Linked DNA regions of Mus musculus: region 1 is linked to region 2. A link is a contact called in public ChIA-PET data. All regions are on one chromosome and are shown on one strand. Each heading gives the region's core, a stretch centred on a gene start, on an enhancer-like site or on the middle of the called end of the contact. The rest is flanking DNA. Distances are from core to core; before and after follow the strand shown.

Evidence for each region. ChIA-PET counts read pairs in DNA pulled down with a chosen protein or histone mark.
Region 1: an RNA polymerase II ChIA-PET map of memory CD8 T cells shows a contact between it and region 2, with 28 read pairs. The contact joins two enhancer-like sites. A contact is called at or near these places in 3 of 115 datasets of contacts at active chromatin or transcription factors (memory CD8 T cells, regulatory T cell precursor and thymic regulatory T cells).

Annotation. Positions count from the first base shown.
Region 1 is chr3:153,763,342-153,766,379 of GRCm38.p6, forward strand. No RefSeq gene overlaps it. Among named protein-coding and RNA genes, the nearest start is that of 5730460C07Rik, 27 kb to the right of the region's middle. Within about 2 kb of position 1,565, at least 44 of the 459 cell types and tissues checked have an H3K27ac peak or open chromatin away from gene starts, as enhancers often do. A contact at or near this core is called in memory CD8 T cells and thymic regulatory T cells, where this site is marked.
Region 2 is chr3:152,927,146-152,930,202 of GRCm38.p6, forward strand. All of the region lies in intron 2 of St6galnac5 (ST6 (alpha-N-acetyl-neuraminyl-2,3-beta-galactosyl-1,3)-N-acetylgalactosaminide alpha-2,6-sialyltransferase 5), which reads right to left. The region is part of intron 2 of Gm46830 (a long non-coding RNA gene); the gene reads left to right. Among named protein-coding and RNA genes, the nearest start is that of Gm46830, 29 kb to the left of the region's middle. Within about 2 kb of position 1,651, at least 80 of the 459 cell types and tissues checked have an H3K27ac peak or open chromatin away from gene starts, as enhancers often do. A contact at or near this core is called in memory CD8 T cells and thymic regulatory T cells, where this site is marked.

The DNA of each region.
Region 1 (3,038 bases), core at 315-2,814, 840 kb after region 2:
CCTCAGCTACTCCCTGCCTTGTCCTGTGGACACCAGAACAACCAAACTTTCATTATTTATGAAGCAGGTTCAAGATGAGTTTTTATTTTCATCGCTAACTAAAATGTTTGGAACTTACACGCTTAGCAGGTTTAGAGTGTTTAATGAAAATAAGCAAGGGTCCTAACTAAACCAAAGAACTGTTTTCTAAGTCTGGAGGCAGTTAATATGTCACAACAAAACCCATTATATGGGTGGTTAATAATTACTAATAAAAACATTACAGAGAAAACAGACCCTGGAAACCAATCAAATCATTCTGGTCCCAAGCTTTCCCTACATTTGTTGAGCAGCTTTGGGTCGCTGCTGTGGGGCTGTGGTTTCAGTGGATACCATGCTGCAAAGCTGCAGCTTGGATTAGAGGAAGCATGGAGGAAAACAGCCTGAGCTTGCCACAGGTCTAGGCACATTCCTCAGTCAGAAGGACAGATTGCAGCCATCTGGATGAACTTCGAAAGTGCCCAGACTAGAGTCAGCAGAATTATCTTGTCACGCACACAAGTCCTGGTAGAGAAACTTATGTCACCTCCTTATGGAGTGGCTGTGAAATTGTTTTCTTACAAGAGAATCAAAGAAGAAGAAATGAGGGTTCAGAGGTAGTTATGCCTTCTCTGAAAATGTCCACTTAACAGGTGTCTTGACATGTCAGCTGGACACATTAACCGGACTTTATAGTGGACTAAATTCTATGTTTAGGCAGAGAGGGTGGCATCAAGAAAGGTTCCTCAGATCTGCCATCCCAACACCAACACCTGGAGGTGGAGGCAGAAGGATTGCCGTGAATTCAAGGAAGGCCAGCCTGGGCTACACAGTGAGTTCCAGATCAGGCTGAGCTGCAGAGTGGGGCAATGTCTCAAAGCGAAAGTTAAGAGAAGTACTGTGATGTTGCAGGAAAACTGGAAAATGACTCTTAAGCACTGTGGACAAAGCACTCGTGGGTGACCTTCTCACTATACTTGGGGAAAGTACCTATGTGTGAAGGTGACGCTGTGTTCTTTGGATTCATGATTGTATTTTATAAAAACTCTGACAAACAGTAGCTTTAAAGGCATCAGTGGATCATTTAAAGAAAGACTAAAGCTCACCTGGGCCATCTCACACTGTGGCCAAGAGAAAACTCCACAACCGTCACTAAGTGGAACTTCTCAAGTGCTGAGTGGAACCTTGCTTGTGTCCCAGCTGCCTGGAGAAAACTGGCGTCTTAGTTGGTTTCAACTTTTATTGTTTTGGATCATATTTCTCCCTATCCCTTCTCCCCCACCTCCTAACTACACACAATATTTTGAGACTGCCTTGAATTTGTAGGTAGTTTTTGGATCAAATAGCATGAGGAGATTGGGGACCCTCAAAAATGTGAGGTTCCTACTTGCTTTGGAAAGTCAAAAGTGTGAAGTTGAAAAGAAAAAAAAAAAAACATCGAAAAAACCAAAACCACAAAAAGTACTGCTGACTTGAATACTCAGCAAACAAACAGTGCACTGCAGCTGGAAACCGCATGACCTTTCTCCTGGTTTGTCAGGTCCTCTGTTCATGACCCCGTGGAAAATCAGACAAAACAAAACAAAAAACAGCTGGGGTGAGAAGGGAAGGAGGGTCTTCTGACCAGGGACTTCCCAGGGAACAAAGCTATCATGTCTGTGTGCTGCCACACTCTGACCCCCCACCCCTGCTAGGCTCAACAACTGCAACATTGTATCTCCGCTCTGCACCTGCCCTTTACCCTACTCCATCACAAGTACCAAAATACGTATTTCCTTTGAATATATGATAAGAATGCAATTTTATCTGTTGTTTTTTGAGACCTGTCATTCATTGAATATATGTGTTTTCTTCTCCCAGAAGGGACACATCTCCCTATTAAAACTTAGGTTTTAAGCCCCAGATAATGTCAGAAGCACCCCACCATCATAAGGGTCTTGCAAGACATTTTCTTTGTCCTGTACATGTGTCACTGGTGAAGATAAGTGATACCACAGAGACAGTTCTTATTGTTGTCAGATAAGTTCTCATTATGTAACCCAGGCTGGTCTCATGATCCTCCTGCTGCAGTCTTCTGAGGCTGGGTTGATAGGTCTGTGACCATGCCTAGCTGATGTGATGTTTTTAATAGTACCCTTTGGTTTCAAAAAAGACAAATCACTTAAAAAATTAGATGAGCCAACTGAAGTGACATCAGTGGAAGATTGCCCAGCATGGCATGATGTGCCTCTCTAAGGTCACAGCAAAGGAAATGGGGTTGTAGATCGCCCCAGACACACGTTATTGCATCAGGACCCTCTAAGTGTCCACTAGTCTAGCTTAACTCAGCAGCAGGAATGTAATTTACTTATCCACATCTTGAAATATTAAGAAATTTTTGCAAAAGTTGAAATTTCAAAACTGATCTTGAGTATTTCATATATTTTACTGTCAAATACCCTACTCTAAGCATTTGTGGTTTTGAGGCAGTATCTCACTACATAGCTCATCTGACCTGGAACTTTTGATACAGAGCAGATTGGCTCTGAACTCACAGAGATCTGCCTGCCTATGGCTCTCAAGTGCAGAGACTAGAAGCACAAGCCACTGCATCATGTCCAAACTACACACCACCTGCATGCATGTACACACACACACACACACACACAAACAAACAAACAAAACAAATATTTTTAAAGGTGATTTGAACCTCCCCCCACAGCTTTGCAGCAAGGTCAGAGGTCACGCCTCCCTTTCTGGCCTAGGAGTCTCAGCAGGCAATTCCTCTGCTCTCCTCGTTGCTCAGCAGGCATCTGGTTCCCAGCCTGAGCACTGTCCATATGTTTGTCTAACAGACACATGAAAGAGTTAGCCTAACTGATACCACTGACTCTAAGGGATTTCTGCTCAGCCGTCGGCTCCTCTGAGAGGAAACGCAGAGTTGAGCCTGTGAGTTGAAGATGAGCATACCTTCACTTGAGACTCTACACAAACAGCGTACAGCCAACACCATCTCCTGGCAACGTCAGCAACATTTAGAC
Region 2 (3,057 bases), core at 401-2,900:
GCCAGGGACCTGGATATGTTGTGTGGTGATTGATGGTTGTCGGGGGAGGTCTTGAACTTTAAGGCGGTGCTATTCCCTCCTCAGGTCTCAGCTTCCTTCTAACGCTTCTGCTTCCATAATAATGCTTCCTGGCTCTGACGTCTTAAAGGGTTAGTGCAGAAGAAACCATTTTGGCTATTTTAGCAGAGAGTTCAGTGTTTGACGAGTCAGGTGATTTCTGGTCTTTGCTTTAGTGACAGCTCTCCTCAGACCCTCAGCTTCATCTGGTAAGAAGTGACCGGATGGATTTGGGAATGCTTATTGTTGAGCATGGGAGAAATGCTAAACATGGCATGTCGAGGAAATCAATCTAATACGCATATATTAAGAGAAGCAGGGCTTAATTGTACTCGTGGCTGCACCAGCAGGGGCTGGAGAGGGCTAGGCTTTATAGGCACCCACTGTTCTCTGTAACTTGAATTAAAAGGCATCAAAATGCCTTGGTCTACTGGTTGCTCTAGGCCTTTATTGGAAACCCTGAGTGTTTTTCTATAGATCCTAGCACCAGAGGTCTGTAGTTCTTGTGATAGCTTAGCAACCCAAGTTTTTGACCTGTGGGCAATTTCTCCTCTACAAGGGGGAAAAGAAAAGAAATTAACCAAATAATTTAAATCTAACAACAAAGTAATAAAATGCCAATTTCATTCTGAAGTTAATGGCATTACTTCAAGTTATTTAGCACTTCGTAGCAGAATAACTCGCCAACCTGCACTTTGCATATACATATTTATTGAATTCACCAAGAGTGTGCTCTGCACATTGACTGCCCATGATTTGTGCCTAAATAATAACTCCTGAATAGAACTCACTGCTTTATGGGTCTTTGGTGGGATTTTTGAAAAATAAATTCTGCACAAGGGGTGGCATTAAAAGGGAAAAAAAGAAATATAATGTGATTTTCCTCCTATGCAGGCACAGCGTTAGCTTCCTTTTATTAATCCGAGCAATGAAAATCACTTTGACACATTGTTGTTATTTATTATTTATTTTCACATCTTTCTTTAAAAGGCGGGGTGTGTCCATTTTAACACACTGCTAGAGTCTTCAGAGTCTGTGAGACTGAGTACACAGAACCAAGCCCAGGACGACACGCTGCGGAGCCAGCTCCTCACGCAACCATGTTTATTGCGTGCCCGCTGGCCTGGAGTGCAGAAGTAACTCCTATTAAATTAGCAATCAAGCAAAGCAAAGCTTGAGTCACAGAACAACCCAAAGCACAATGGGATGAACGTGGTGACGGCCAACTCCTTGAGTGCTGTGTATAGCTTTTAAATGTTACCTACAAATTTATAATGTCCCTGATTAGCTTGAAATGTCAAAATCGTAGCTGAAGACCCCACAGAGGATTTCTAAAGGGCGAGGTGCCTTTCCTTTCTTTCTTTTTCTTTTTGCTTTGCTTTCTTCTTTTCCCTCCTCTAGATTCGTCAGAACTAGCTAGCAAAAGCTCCCCGCTTAGCCTGCTAATGACTATCAGAAATATTCACAGTGTTCCCTGGGTTTCTTCTCTTCTCGCGTGGTCAGGCTTTAACATGCAGTCCTTAGTCTCAGCCTAATTACTCACATTTGAAGCGGGAACCTCACATCTGTCACAAAGCTCTTAGGCCACTTTTAGGAAGGCCTTGCTGTCAACAACAGGAAGTGGGAGGAGGGGTTGGGGGTGGACTCTCTTATCTCAGACAATATGTGGAATTGCACCTGACTGACAAAGCCACTGAAGAAGCTGGTGATAATATTATTACAGTAGCTACCATATGTCTTACATCAAATGCGGCTCTAGCTTTATCATTTTCACTGGGGCTCTCTAGAAGGAGATGGGAGAGAGCTGCCGCAGAGATCTGGCTCTCCACTGAAATGCAGGCTTCCTGCTCCTCTATAAAGGAAACAACTAAAACTCCATTTGCATCAAGAACCGAGAGCCCTAGGTTAATTACAGGTAAGGGTATGTTTACATTCCCCAGGGCTAGCTACTGACAGGTTTTATTTCTGAGGGAAAAAAAAAAATGCTGCTGCAGTTTGACTAAATCCACAGGTCTTTTTTTTTTTTTCCACTCTTAAAATTCTGTGTGGCCGAAAGGAACCCATCACTCAAAGATCTTTCAAAGGTAACCTGGAAAACCTTCATTTTCCAGAGTCTGAATGCAGTTAGAGAACCCAAAGTTCAGACCCGGAAGCCTAAACAAAAGAAGACATGGGAGGTCGATACCTTTGTGAGGCTCAAAAGAGGGCGGGTGGCCTCGGGGCATGATGATGGTGACATAATCGGCCAATTAAAACCTTGAGACAAAGTCTGAGCCATACAGGTGCAGAGCCCAGGATGCTGTGAGCTAAGACTAGTCAGCCGGACAATAGTATCAAAGAGCTAACTTCCCAGGTGGGTAACATGCTTGCTTTGAAAGGACCAGGACACGTGCTAGATCCCAGAACAGATGTAAAAAGTAGGGAGAGGCAATGTGCACTTGCAATCCAGCACACAGGGAGACGGAGACAGGCGGGTCGCTGGGGCTGACTAACAAACCTCTTCAAGGCCAGTGAGAGGACTTGTTACAAAGAAACAAACAAAAAGATGGGTGTTATCTGAGGTATGACTGCTAAGGTTGTCCTCTGATCGCCACATACACACACCACTTCCCACATCTGCAAGGCTTCTAGCTTCATCCCTTTCTTTTCTTTCTTCCTCCCTCTCTCCCTCTTCCCCTCCCTGCTGTGGATGGCTCTATGCTGCTTGCTCTCTCAGGACAGTAATGTACTCAGGTGGCTTCTTGTGAACCAATCCTCTAATGAATAAAGGAGCCAATCACTGGGCGAGTAGGCGGGACTTCCGGGTTGGACTGAAGAAGAGGGCAAAGCAGGAGAGAGTTAGGTCCTCTTTGGAACAGACTGCAGAGGGGTAAGGTGTAGCTGTTAGAGTTTCCCAGGCCATTGCCCACCAGCCAGCCAAGAGTTAGAGGCACAAGTGCGGGAGCATGATGGTTCTTCATTTTTTAATATTTCCCACAGCACCGCCCTCCCTCTTTTCCT